Linked DNA regions of Sus scrofa: region 1 is linked to region 2. The links are chromatin contacts, called in public promoter capture Hi-C maps. All regions are on one chromosome and are shown on one strand. The core of a region is the stretch at or near the end of the contact, and the rest is flanking DNA. Distances in the headings are between cores, read along the strand shown. Region 1 holds the start of LLPH (protein LLP homolog). Region 2 holds the start of LEMD3 (LEM domain containing 3).

Region 1 (6,085 bases), core at 3,334-5,833, 890 kb after region 2:
TGACCAAAATGAATCAAATGAACAAGAGTTGAGGAGAGAAGTAAAATGGCTACTGATGTGGTTCAGGCAAGAGATAATGATCATTTAAAGCGAAAGCATGAAAGCAGGAGGAAAATGGATAGATTTCTGATGTATTTTGGAGACAGTCAAGAAGGTGTGCTAACACAGAGGGATCCAGAATCTGTCAAAATCAAATACAGGGAAACTGATCTTCAGGATAATAATATAAATGCAGAGAATTCGCAAAATGGAACCAAGATCTTGCAAAAGTTAACATGAAGAAAGACCTCCTCCTATCCTGTCTAGTTTCTGACTCCCATGTACCCTTCCAAGCTAGTGTGTCTAGCTTTGTCTACTCCTATAACACTATTTCTGAGACACTGAGGCTACTGTATAAGCACCAATGGCTCGTTCTGAATAATCCAAAACGTACCTATTCACTTGAAATAGCTTAGCACAGAATTTCTAGTAGCACCTCCAAAGAATTATGTTGGCATGGCAGAAGGATTACAGAGAAGCAAGTATGGAAGACAGTGAAAAAGGAGAAAAGAGTCACAAAGGAAGTTGATACGATTTTTTATAAATGAAACACATAAACTCACCTGTTTCATCTTTCTCCACACATTGGGTTTTCTCTTGACAACGTTTAGGTTCCACCACGGTTGCTATTTCTTGAACATCTTTCATTAAAACATCACCACCTATTTTAAGAATATTTTTAAGTCTGCTCAGCTCCTTTGGGGCATTCTTTTTTCTCTTTTCAGCACGCATTTTCCTTTTCCACTTACTCCGTAAACTTTTAGCCATATTTTACCTGTAGAGTTAACAACAATAAATATTCAAAAGCAACTATTTACTATCCAAAAAAAAAAAAAAAAAAAAAAAAAGACAAATCCTTGGAAAACCGGTCAAGAGGTCTCTCTACAGAACATGAACAAATAGAAAGGAAACTCTTCACTCTGTTCATGACTTATGATAGCATAATGTGCAAATTATGTGATGATCAACATGACAGATGGCATATACAGCCACTAAATAACAAATAAGAACACCAAACCATCTCCCCCAAGAAAGGGAGCGGGGAGTTCTCTGGTGGCACAGCAGGTTAAGGATCCAGTTTTGTCACTGCAGTGGCACTGGTCACTGCTGTGGCACGGGTTTGATTCCTGGCCCAGGAACTTCCATACACATCCCCCGGCCCCCAAAAGAACATCAAACCAAACTCCTCATGGCCACTGGCACACTGTAAGTCAAGCCAAATTTTTTTTTTTTTTTTTTTTTTTTTGTCTTTTTGCTATTTCTTGGGCTGCTCCTGCAGCATATGGAGGTTCCCAGGCTAGGGGTCAAATCGCAGCTGTAGCCACCGGCCTACGCCAGAGCCACAGCAACGCAGGATCCGAGCCGCATCTGCAACCTACACCACAGCTCACGGCAACGCCGGATCGTTAACCCACTGAGCAGGGGCAGGGACCGAACCCGCAACCTCATGGTTCCTAGTCGGATTCGTTAACCACTGTGCCACGACGGGAACTCCAGTCAAGCCAAATATTAAAGGTCCTAGAGTTTCCACACAAGATGCAAAAATTTAACTTCCCCCAAATGCAAAGAGCACTATCACTTTACATCTATGCAACAACTTAAAAAAATCACAAAAAGTCTTATAAATCTTTCAACTGAATCTTGATTTCCCCTAAACCTACAGAAGACCTCATCCACCTCAATCTTCCTCATTATCCACACCTGCAAGTCAATCTAGCAATTTTATTTTATTTTATTTTATTTTATTTTTGTCTTTTTGCCATTTCTTGGGCCACTCCCATGGCATATGGAGGTTCCCAGGCTAGGGGTCGAATCGCAGCTGTAGCCCCCTGCCTACGCCAGAGCCACAGCAACACGGGATCTGAGCCGCGTCTGTGACCTACACCACAGCTCATGGCAACGACAGATCCTTAACCCACTGAGCAAGGGCAGGGATCGAACGCGCAACCTCATGGTTCCTAGACGAATTCGTTAACCACTGCGCCACGATGGGAACTCCCAATCTAGCAATTTTAAACTTGTCTATTTCCACTCTTGCTCTCTCTCCACCCCTCAGTCCAAGCCCTCAGTCCTCCACAAGGTGGTCAATGTGAGCTTTTAAAAACTTAAAAGAGCATATCACTGTCTTCCTTGGAATTAACGATTTTCCACCTCATATGTTCAAGATCTACAAGGTTATTTGTAACCTGGCCCCTGCCTCCTTCAACTCTTTATCTCCTCTCATGCTCCACCCCATTCTCAGACACCAGTTACATCTGAAAATAGTCCATCTGGGACAACCTAGAGACAGTGTTGAGTATGTGATGAGGGGTCGGGAAGGATTATAGAGTTTAGAGGGAAATTTGTGGGGAGTGACTTTTAACACTATTTTGATTGTGATGGATTTATGTATATGTCTACCTCATTTTTTACATTTTAAATATGTGCAGTTTAATGTGTTAATTATACATCAACAAAGCAGTTAAATAAGTTATTGACACTATTTACAAAAAAAAAAAGGGGGGGGGAGAAAAAGAAAAATGTCCAAATGACATCCACTTCCGGACCTTTACATGTGCCATTTCTATGCCTGGAAACTGATATTTCACTTCAGTACTTCAGCAAAGGATTCTCTGAACCCTGTGAGCTGCCCTCCTTTTATTCTTTATCACAAATCCTGTCTTTCCTTTTCTTTCTTTTTTGTCTTTTTGCCTTTTCTAGGGCTGCTCCCGAGGCCTATGGAGGTTCCCAGGCTAAAGGTGCAATCAGAGCTGTAGCCTCCCGCCTACACCACAGCCTCAGCAATGCAGGATGCCAGCCGCGTCTGCAACCTACACCACAGCTCACAGCAACGCAGGATCGTTAATCCACTGAGCAAGTCCAGGGATCGAACCTGAAACCTCATGGTCCCTAGTCAGATTCGTTAACCACTGAGCCACGACGGGAACTCCCTGTCTTTCCTTTTCAATACATGTTACAATCTGACATTTTTAAATTCATTTTCTCTCATCCCTGGTGGACTGTGGGCTCCAATGAGACAGGAGGAAAAGGGGCAGGACACAAAGGCTAGGTAATGAAACAGGGCAGCTGTTGGGATGTGACAAAGACTGGCTGGAACCTCCTGAAACTAAGGGTGCTTTTGAGAACAGTCCAGTCATTGACGCTTTAGTTCATTATACCTTCGTTGTAATACTAAAAAATCATTTCCCCTTACACCATGACAGTTTCGAGGAGAAACAGAAAAGGCCAAAAAGTGGGCAGTGGCCCAATTTCTGGGAAATGCCCATCCTTCTCTCATTCCAGAGCTTTTAAAAAACACTTAACCCATAAAAATATACAACCCCCGCTCCAGACGGCTCTCACTTTTCTGGACGACCTCCTGCCCTAGGCCAGCTCTCATTTTCTGGGACTGTCTGCATTCTGCCTATGGTATGCGTATCCCTAAATAACCTTGCTTTCCCTTTACTCTGGTTTGCTCTTGAATTCTTTCCTGATGGAAGCCAATAACCCTGACTGGCAGTCGGTCCTAAGGATCCCTGCAGGTCCCAGGACGTGACACTTCCCTTCTCCTGCAACACGACAAAGACAGGGGCTAAATACGTCCTATTCATCGCTGGATCTTCCAATGTATAGCCCTTTACACATAGTAAAGTTTAAACAAATATTTGTTGAACATATGACTGGTGGAGTAACATTTTTTGGATGCCAGCAATCACAAATTCACTCACTCCCCAGAGTACCCAAGCCCTGAGAGGAGCAGGGACATAAGGGTGGCAGCACACAACCTCGACAGCCGAGGTTAACCTGACCGTGACTGAACGACTAAGGAAAGCCTCCACTTCCCACAGAGGACCGGGAAGCCCGAGGGCCGTCACCAAGACCACGGCAGGCCCGATCCCTCCAGGAGGCCTGCGTCTCTAGGCCAGGATCAAGCTTGCCCAAAAAGGGACTAAGCTTGAGAAAAGACGCTCTACTCGCAGCGGAATCGAGTCCCAAACCCCAAGCCCCACTGGAGTCAGGGGGTAAAGAACTCACCTGAGAAAGCGCAGAAACTTAGACGCCACACGCCACTCACGCCGACAGGAAGTCCCTAAACTTCCGCCTTCCGGGCAGCCAGCTCCGCTGCACGCCGGGAGCCCAAATGCCCCGGATGGCCTGGAGAGGCGGGTTCTCTGGAGTCCGGGGCTGACGCACTTCCTGCCTTCAGGGCGAGTGGGGACGTAGTCTGTCTCCTCCTAGGTGGGTTGTAAAGTCGGATTTAAAGCGGGGGAACCCCGGCTGGGGATCCGGCTCCAGCGAGACCTGCTTTCCGGACGGGGGCGGGGCAACCCCTAGACTAATCCTAGGAGGGGTCCCTGCCAGATGACCTCCTTTGTTGCCTGTCCAACAGAGAGCTGAGAGCCTACCTTTAGAACTCACCTCTCGCCTCACACCTCGCATCGCCCAATTAAGATTGTTACAGAAACTGCAGAAACATGGCAGCAGAAGGAGACAAAGGGCACTCAGGAATGTGGCAAAGCGAGGTTTATTCAGCACCAGTGTGGGCTCAGAGGAGTCACCTCCAGAGTCTGAGCACCAGGTCCTTGTTCTCAGCAACTTTTATACCCTACTGGGTCTTGTTTTTCCCATGTTAGGAGCTGGGACCTCCCCCTTCCCTGAACGGACTGTGTTCCTAACTGATAATCGTTTGGAGCAGATTAGCTGGTGAGCAGAACTGAACAGGCACTCTGCTGCTTTTTCAGACAAGGAGGGGGATTATGTCTCTTAGTTAAATCTCCTGCTTCAGGATCCTCTTTATTTGTAGCCCTTAAATTTCCCCAATCCCAGGTGATGGTCTCACAGTTGTATGTCAAAACTTGTCAAATTGTATCCTTTAAATATGTGTAACTAGTTGTATATCAGTTATACCTTAAAGCTATTAGGCAAAACAACCCCTTTCCCGTCCAAAGACAAGTTCAGAGGATAAAATGATCAAACTAATTCAGATATTCCCTTAATGTATACCAGACACAATGTAAGCCTTGGGACAGATGAATTAGGTGAAGGACACATTGATGACAAACAACTTGACTAGTTGTTTTTATTATAATTTTACATATGCTCCTAAAACATTGGCTTCAGAACCAGGCAGGTCTGTGGGATTTATGGTTCTAACCCTTCCTTGTGAGTAGTATGAGTAATGTCTCAGAGCCTGGATTTCCTTATCTATAGAATGAAGCTGATAATCCTAGATAGGGGATATAAGAGCCCAACAAATGGTCACACATTTTTACAAAAATTTCAGACATGCACAGGACTATTTGTAAGCAGTATTTTCTAGATATTTACAATATATACCAATAAATAGTCTGAATTGTCTTTAATCATGGCTTAGTAAACTCCTGTCTGGTTACAAGTAGAGTTTACTGAAACAATTTATGGGTACTTTTTTCTTTAAATTTGCATCCTTGAAGAAAGCGTGCATCATGTGGAAATTACTAAACTCAGAATTCAGCAAGTGTTTTGTTAGTTTTTTTTTAAACAGGGTGAAAAACGCTTATAACATGTAGTGTGTGTGTGTCTGTGTGTGTGTTTAAAAGCATGCTTGTTGGGGAGTGGGGGATGCACTGGGGCTTTAGGATGGAAATGCTATAAAACTGGGTTGTGATGATCGTGTACAATTATAAATGTAATAAAATTCATTGAGTAATTTTTAAAAATAAAAATAAAAGCATGCTTGAAAAACCTTTCTTTAAAGGGGAAATTAAGTTTCTATAGAGCAAGTGGATTCCTATTTTATAAGTTAACCATATATTAGATCTTAGCCATCTCTGCCAAAAATACATGTTCACACTGTATTTTAAATTGGAGAAGGCTCTGCCAAAAATACATGTTCACATTGTATTTTAAATTTCAGATAGCCCCAAATTGACTGCATCTTGCTTAACAAACCAAGCTGAGACTTTTGAATAGAAACTTGGCACCAGAAAAGAGAAAAAAATTATTATGACAATGTGGTGTTAAATACATGCCACATTCTGCATTACTGATGCTTTAAAAGACTGAATCCTAGATTGCATTATTGAAG
Region 2 (5,565 bases), core at 2,972-5,471:
AATAAGGCCTGCCTGTTAGGGTTGGCATAAAGATCAAATGAGGTAATTAAGAGGCTTTATTGATTCTGAGGCAATATAAAAGTGTAAACTATTACTACAATTAATTAACTGCAGAACTGTAAATGGAACTCAAATATTCTTTAAGATACTTGTCCATCACATATTAATATAAAATATTCTTCACCATTCCCAGTATATGATTGAGCAGTTCATCTTCTTGCACAGAGAAGAAAATAATTATCAATCATCTGTATGTTATTTACTTGAGTTGTATGACCGCTCCTCACCTATTTGAGTTATAAACAGAAAAAGGAAACAGATGCTCTTGCTATGAACTTTCTTGGCTAATTCTCACAATAACATAGGACAAGAATTTTGTCCAACATTTCTCATTACCATGTTGTATTTTCAGCCTGTTTATTCTGGCTTCTTCCTTAGAAGCAATGTGAGGGTTGAATAAAAGTTGAGCAAATAAAAAGAAAAATAAACATCAGGAACTTTGTAGATCAAACTAGTGAAGACATTCTTGAGGCAGTTTAAGAGAAGTTAAGCCATAACATCATTGTGATATTGTGTTACTTCTTTGATCCGCTAAAAACTTGTGGTAGAATTAGTTTTATATTTCTGAGTTCTCTTTCCAGTTGCTTCATGTAGCAATAAAACTAAGAAATACGTTAACTGTAAAAGCTTTTGTCCTCTTCCTCACCTCATTACAGACTCCTCCCTCTCTAGGATAGGTGAGAAAAGAGGGAACTAAGTTTATTTTTACATATATTACTGTATGATTTAAGAAAGGTATTCAAGAGGTAGTATACTGTAGTGGAAAGAGTAGGAAATTTGGACTCTGAGGTCATACGTTTCAGTTTTGCATCTGGCTATTGAGAGAACTGAATCAAGGAACCTTTCTAATCTTGGTTTCCTTATATGTAAAAGATGAAAACTAATCATAAAATACCCTTTGGATTGTCAGAGGAATTATATGATGGTCTGCAAATAAGTAAAAGATAGCTAAACAGATGTATATCATCTTAGGAAGAGAAAATAAAATCATTTTTTAAAATGAAGCACATGTTGGAGTTCCTGTTGTGGCTCAGTGGGTTAAGAATCTGACCAGCATCCATGAGGATGCGGGTTCAATCCCTGGCCTTGCTCAGTGGGTTAAACGATCTGGCACAGCTATGAGCTGTGGTGTAGGATGGCAGCTGCAGCTCTGATTTGAGCCCTAGCCTGGGAATTTCCATATGCCTCAGATGCAGCCCTAAAAAAATTAAAATAAAATAAAATGAGGCACATGAAGTTAGAAAGTTTAGATGGAGTTAGCAATGGGATTAATTTATAAAATATATGCTATAGAGCCCTAAACACTTGCCATGGTTGGGACACAAATTCAAGCCTGAACTTCCCAGCTCTTGTCTCAAAGAGAGAAACATGGCAAGTCAGCAAACACAGTGTCCATCCATAAGGTCAGAAACAAATTCGTAATTTTGTCATTCTTCAAAAAGTGAAACCCACAATTACCATATGATCTGAAATTTCTAGGTACATACCCAAAATAATAGAAAACAAGTATTCAAACAGATACTTGTACACGAATGTTCATAGCAGCAGTATTCACAATAACCCAAAGGTGGAAACAACCAAAATTTCTATCAATGGATGAACAGATAAATGAAATGTGGTATATTCATAATAGGAAATATTATTCAGCCATAAAAAGAAATGAAATACTGATCCATGCTACATCCTTTTTTTTTTTTTTTGCTTTTTGCTTTTTTATGGCCCCACTCATGACATATGGAAGTTCCCAGGCTAGAGGTCAAATTGGACCTGCAGTCTATACCACAGCCACAGCAACACCAGATCCAAGCTGTGTCTGTGACTTAAACCACAGCTCATGGCAATGCCAGATCCTTAACCCATTGAGCCAGGCCACGTATCCAACTGTCCTCATGGATACTAGTCGGGTTTGTTATCACTGAGCTACAACGGGAACTCCTTGATACATGGTATATCTTGATGAATCTCAAAATGTTAAGTGAAAGGAGTCAGACACAAAAGATCACATTATTATATGAGTCCATTTATATGAAATATCCAGAATAGTTAAATCCATAGAGACAGGAAAAAGATAAGGTTGCCAGGATCTGGGCATTCCTGTTGTGGCACAGTGGAAACGAATCTGACTAGGAACCATGAGATTGCAGGTTCGATCCCTGGCCTCACTCGTGGGTTAAGGATCTGGTGTTGCGGTGAGCTATAGTGTAGGTCGCAGATGGGGCTCAGATCCCGTGTTGCTGTGGCTGTGGCATAGGTGGAAGCTGTAGCTCTGATTAGACTCCTAGCCTGGGAACCTCCATATGCCCCGGGTGCTGCCCTAAAAAGGAAAAAAAAAAAAAAAAAAAGTTGCCAGGGTCTGGAGATGGGGAGAAATAGAGAATGTCTGCATATCAGGTACAGGTTCTCCTTTAGGAACGTTGAAAATGTTTTTGAATTACACAGAGGTGATGGTTGCACAACTTTGTAAATGTACTAAATGCAATCAAATGTACACTTTTAAATGCTTAATTTTGTTATGTGAATCTTACCTCAACAACAAAAATAATAAATACATAAATAAAACAAAGCAGAACCAAAACAAATGAGCTGTCTGGAAACGTACAATTATTTCTAATACTGAGACCAGAAAGGACAGTCTCTAAGGAAATAAACCTTTGAACATAATGTTGAGTGGTCATTCTTTAGATTGTTCTTCAACATAAGCTAAAGTCAGGAGTTCCTGTTGTGGGTCAGTGGTAATGAACCCGACTAGTATCCATGACGACACAGATTTGATCCCTGGCCTTCCTCAGTGGGTTAAGGATCCTGCATTGCTGTGAACCGTGGTGTAGGTCACAGACATGGCTCAGATTTGGCATTTCTGTGGCTGTGGTGTAGGCCTGCGTCTGCAGCTCCAATTCAACCCCTAGCCTGGGAACTTCCATAATCTGCAGGTGCAGAACTAAAAAAAAAGCTAATGTCCTGACTATGAAGGACAAAATTGCAAAAGATATTTTACTGGAAACCAGGGGGAGTACAGTGTTAGTAATATGGCCCAAGCTAAACTGGTATCTGACCAGAGGGCTTAAGATAGTGACAATATTAAAAACAGAGAGAAAGAAACAGACTGCCAGGTCTTAATTGTTTTTGTTTTTTGGTTTTTGTTATTGACTGTGTGTGAAGGTTTCTCATTTGCCACTACTTTTACGTCAAAATATTAATCTCATACTATCCTACTTTTGGAAGTCATTCATTAGTTCAACAAATGTTCTTGAACTTCTAGTGTCAGGCACTGTAGGGGTGGTTCCTGTGCCCATAAAGCTTACAGTTCAAAGGGATAAGACAATCCAGTCAATCAATAATTTTGAAAACAAATGCATTAAAAATAATCATTAACAATAAATAAATAACTATAGGTTGGAAAGATGCTAAGAAGGAAATAAGCAGGATGGTGTGCTCGCTTTTTTGTCATAGAGTGAAGCAAGGGATAGACTCTTTCAATCACCAAAATGATGACCTATCAGATTTTAGAAGAGGAAAAAATGATAATACTTTACAACCAACTAGGGAATGAATATCCATCACAATTGAAGAAAACTATTGGGGCTGGCTGGTTTACTCTGTATCTCTTCCTTGGAATGGAAGATGTGAGGCTTCTCAGAATGAGCAGTGAGAGAAACTGCCCTTCCCTTTTCTTTGGTAAGTCAAGTAGAAAGACAAAGTGAAAAGAGAACCAGGAGTCAATAGGGAAATTGCCAATTGTCTGTCCACCAAAATTTAAGTCTCCTGGTTCCCCTACGCAGCGGGAATCAGGACGGAAAAAACTAATGCCATGAAGTTCAAGGCAGATTTCCCATCAACTATTACTGCCCAGCGGCAGGAACCTGGAAAGAAGAGGTCAAGGTACTGCTTGTCAGGAGGCAGTCCCCGGGAAAGGCGCTGGTAAAGGCAAAGAGGAGAGTTGCCGGATGGAGAGGAGACAGAAAGGGAAAGGGAAGGGAAGGCACTGGCACCCCAAGTCAGAGCGCAGAAAAACTCTCAGCAGCGGGAGCTGCGCGCCGCTCAGGTGGCCTTTTCCCGCTCAGGTGAGCTCCTCCCGCGCCTCCCATTGGCTAAGGCGCCCGTGGCGCTGGGAGGGCGACGCACCCCGGTCTAGTTCAGGGTCTAGGGCGGCGCGTCACTTCCGGTAGCGCGGAGCTTGTAAAACACCCTGGAGAGAAAATGGCGGCGGCAGCGGCTTCGGCGCCTCAGCAGCTCTCGGATGAGGAGCTTTTCTCTCAGCTCCGCCGTTACGGCCTGTCTCCTGGCCCAGTGACGGAAAGCACCCGCCCGGTTTACCTCAAGAAGCTGAAGAAGCTTCGAGAGGAAGAGCAGCAGCAGCACCGGTCCGGGGGCCGCGGCACCAAGACGCGGAACAGTAATAACAATAACACGGCAGCCGCCACGGTCGCCGCCGCGGGATCGACGGTGGCGGCCGCGGGGATGGGGGTCCGGCCGGTCTCGGGCGACCTCTCCTACTTACGGACTCCTGGAGGCCTGGGCCGGATCTCCACTTCGGGCCCGGAGAGCCCCTTGGGAGGGACCGGGGGCGCCTCGGCCGCCCCCACGGCTGGCAGCAAAGTGGTCCTGGGCTTCAGCTCGGACGAGTCGGACGTGGAGGCCAGTCCCCGGGACCAGGCCGGCGGCGGCGGCGGGAGGAAAGACCGGGCTCCGCTCCAGTACCGCGGGCTCAAACCGCCGTCGGCGCCCCTGACCGCCAGCGAGGTGACTAACAACAACTCGGCCGAGCGGAGGAAGCCCCACTCGTGGTGGGGGGCCAGGAGGTCGGCGGCTCCCGAGCTGCAGAGCCCGTCGGGGAGAGATGGGGCGGCGGAAGACGAGGAGCAGGAGGGAGAAGACGGCGAGGACAGGGACCCGGAGGCCGAGGAGCCTCTGTGGTCCGGCCGGACCGTGAATGGCAGCCGGCTTCTCCCCTACAGCTGCCGGGAAAACTATTCGGACTCGGAGGAAGAAGACGACGACGACGTGGCCTCCAGCCGACAGGTATTGAAGGACGACTCCCTTTCCCGGCACCGGCTCCGGCGGGGCCATAGTAAGCCTCTCTCTCCTCTGCCTGCGAAATCGGCCGGCGGCCGGCTGGAGACCTCCGTTCAGGGAAGGGGAGGAATCGCGATGAATGACAGGGCGGCGGCCGCCGGGAGTCTAGACCGGAGCAGAAACCTCGAGGAGCCGGCGGCGGCGGAGCAGGGAGGAGGGTGTGATCCATTGGACTCCAGCCCCATTCCTAGATATCGTGTTAACGCTAAGAAACTGGCCCCTCTCCTGCCGCCACCGCTCGCGGACATGGACTCAACCTTGGATTCGTCCACAGGCTCTCTTCTTAAAACCAATAATCATATCGGCGGCGGAGCCTTCAACGTGGACTCCCCCAGGATTTTTTCCAACAGCCTCCCTCCCGGTGCGGCGGTGGCCGCCTCTGGTTCACTCAGGATCAATCACTCCAATCATACGGGCTCCAATCACACCTAC

The links. Promoter capture Hi-C pulls out the DNA fragments that hold promoters and counts their contacts.
Region 1: a contact with region 2 is called in a promoter capture Hi-C map of fetal liver, with 2.1 times the contacts expected there. The contact joins the promoter of LLPH here to the promoter of LEMD3 in region 2. A contact is called at or near these places in 2 of 5 promoter capture datasets (fetal liver and liver) and 1 of 2 datasets of contacts at active chromatin or transcription factors (skeletal muscle).

Annotation. Positions count from the first base shown.
Region 1 is chr5:30,480,951-30,487,035 of Sscrofa11.1, forward strand. It overlaps LLPH (protein LLP homolog), which reads right to left and starts at 4,584. Exons shown (of 3, transcript XM_003126360.5): 1 at 4,054-4,584; 2 at 603-814. The coding sequence starts at 807.
Region 2 is chr5:29,592,113-29,597,677 of Sscrofa11.1, forward strand. It overlaps LEMD3 (LEM domain containing 3), which reads left to right and starts at 4,222. Exons shown (of 13, transcript NM_001315597.1): 1 at 4,222-5,565. The coding sequence starts at 4,258.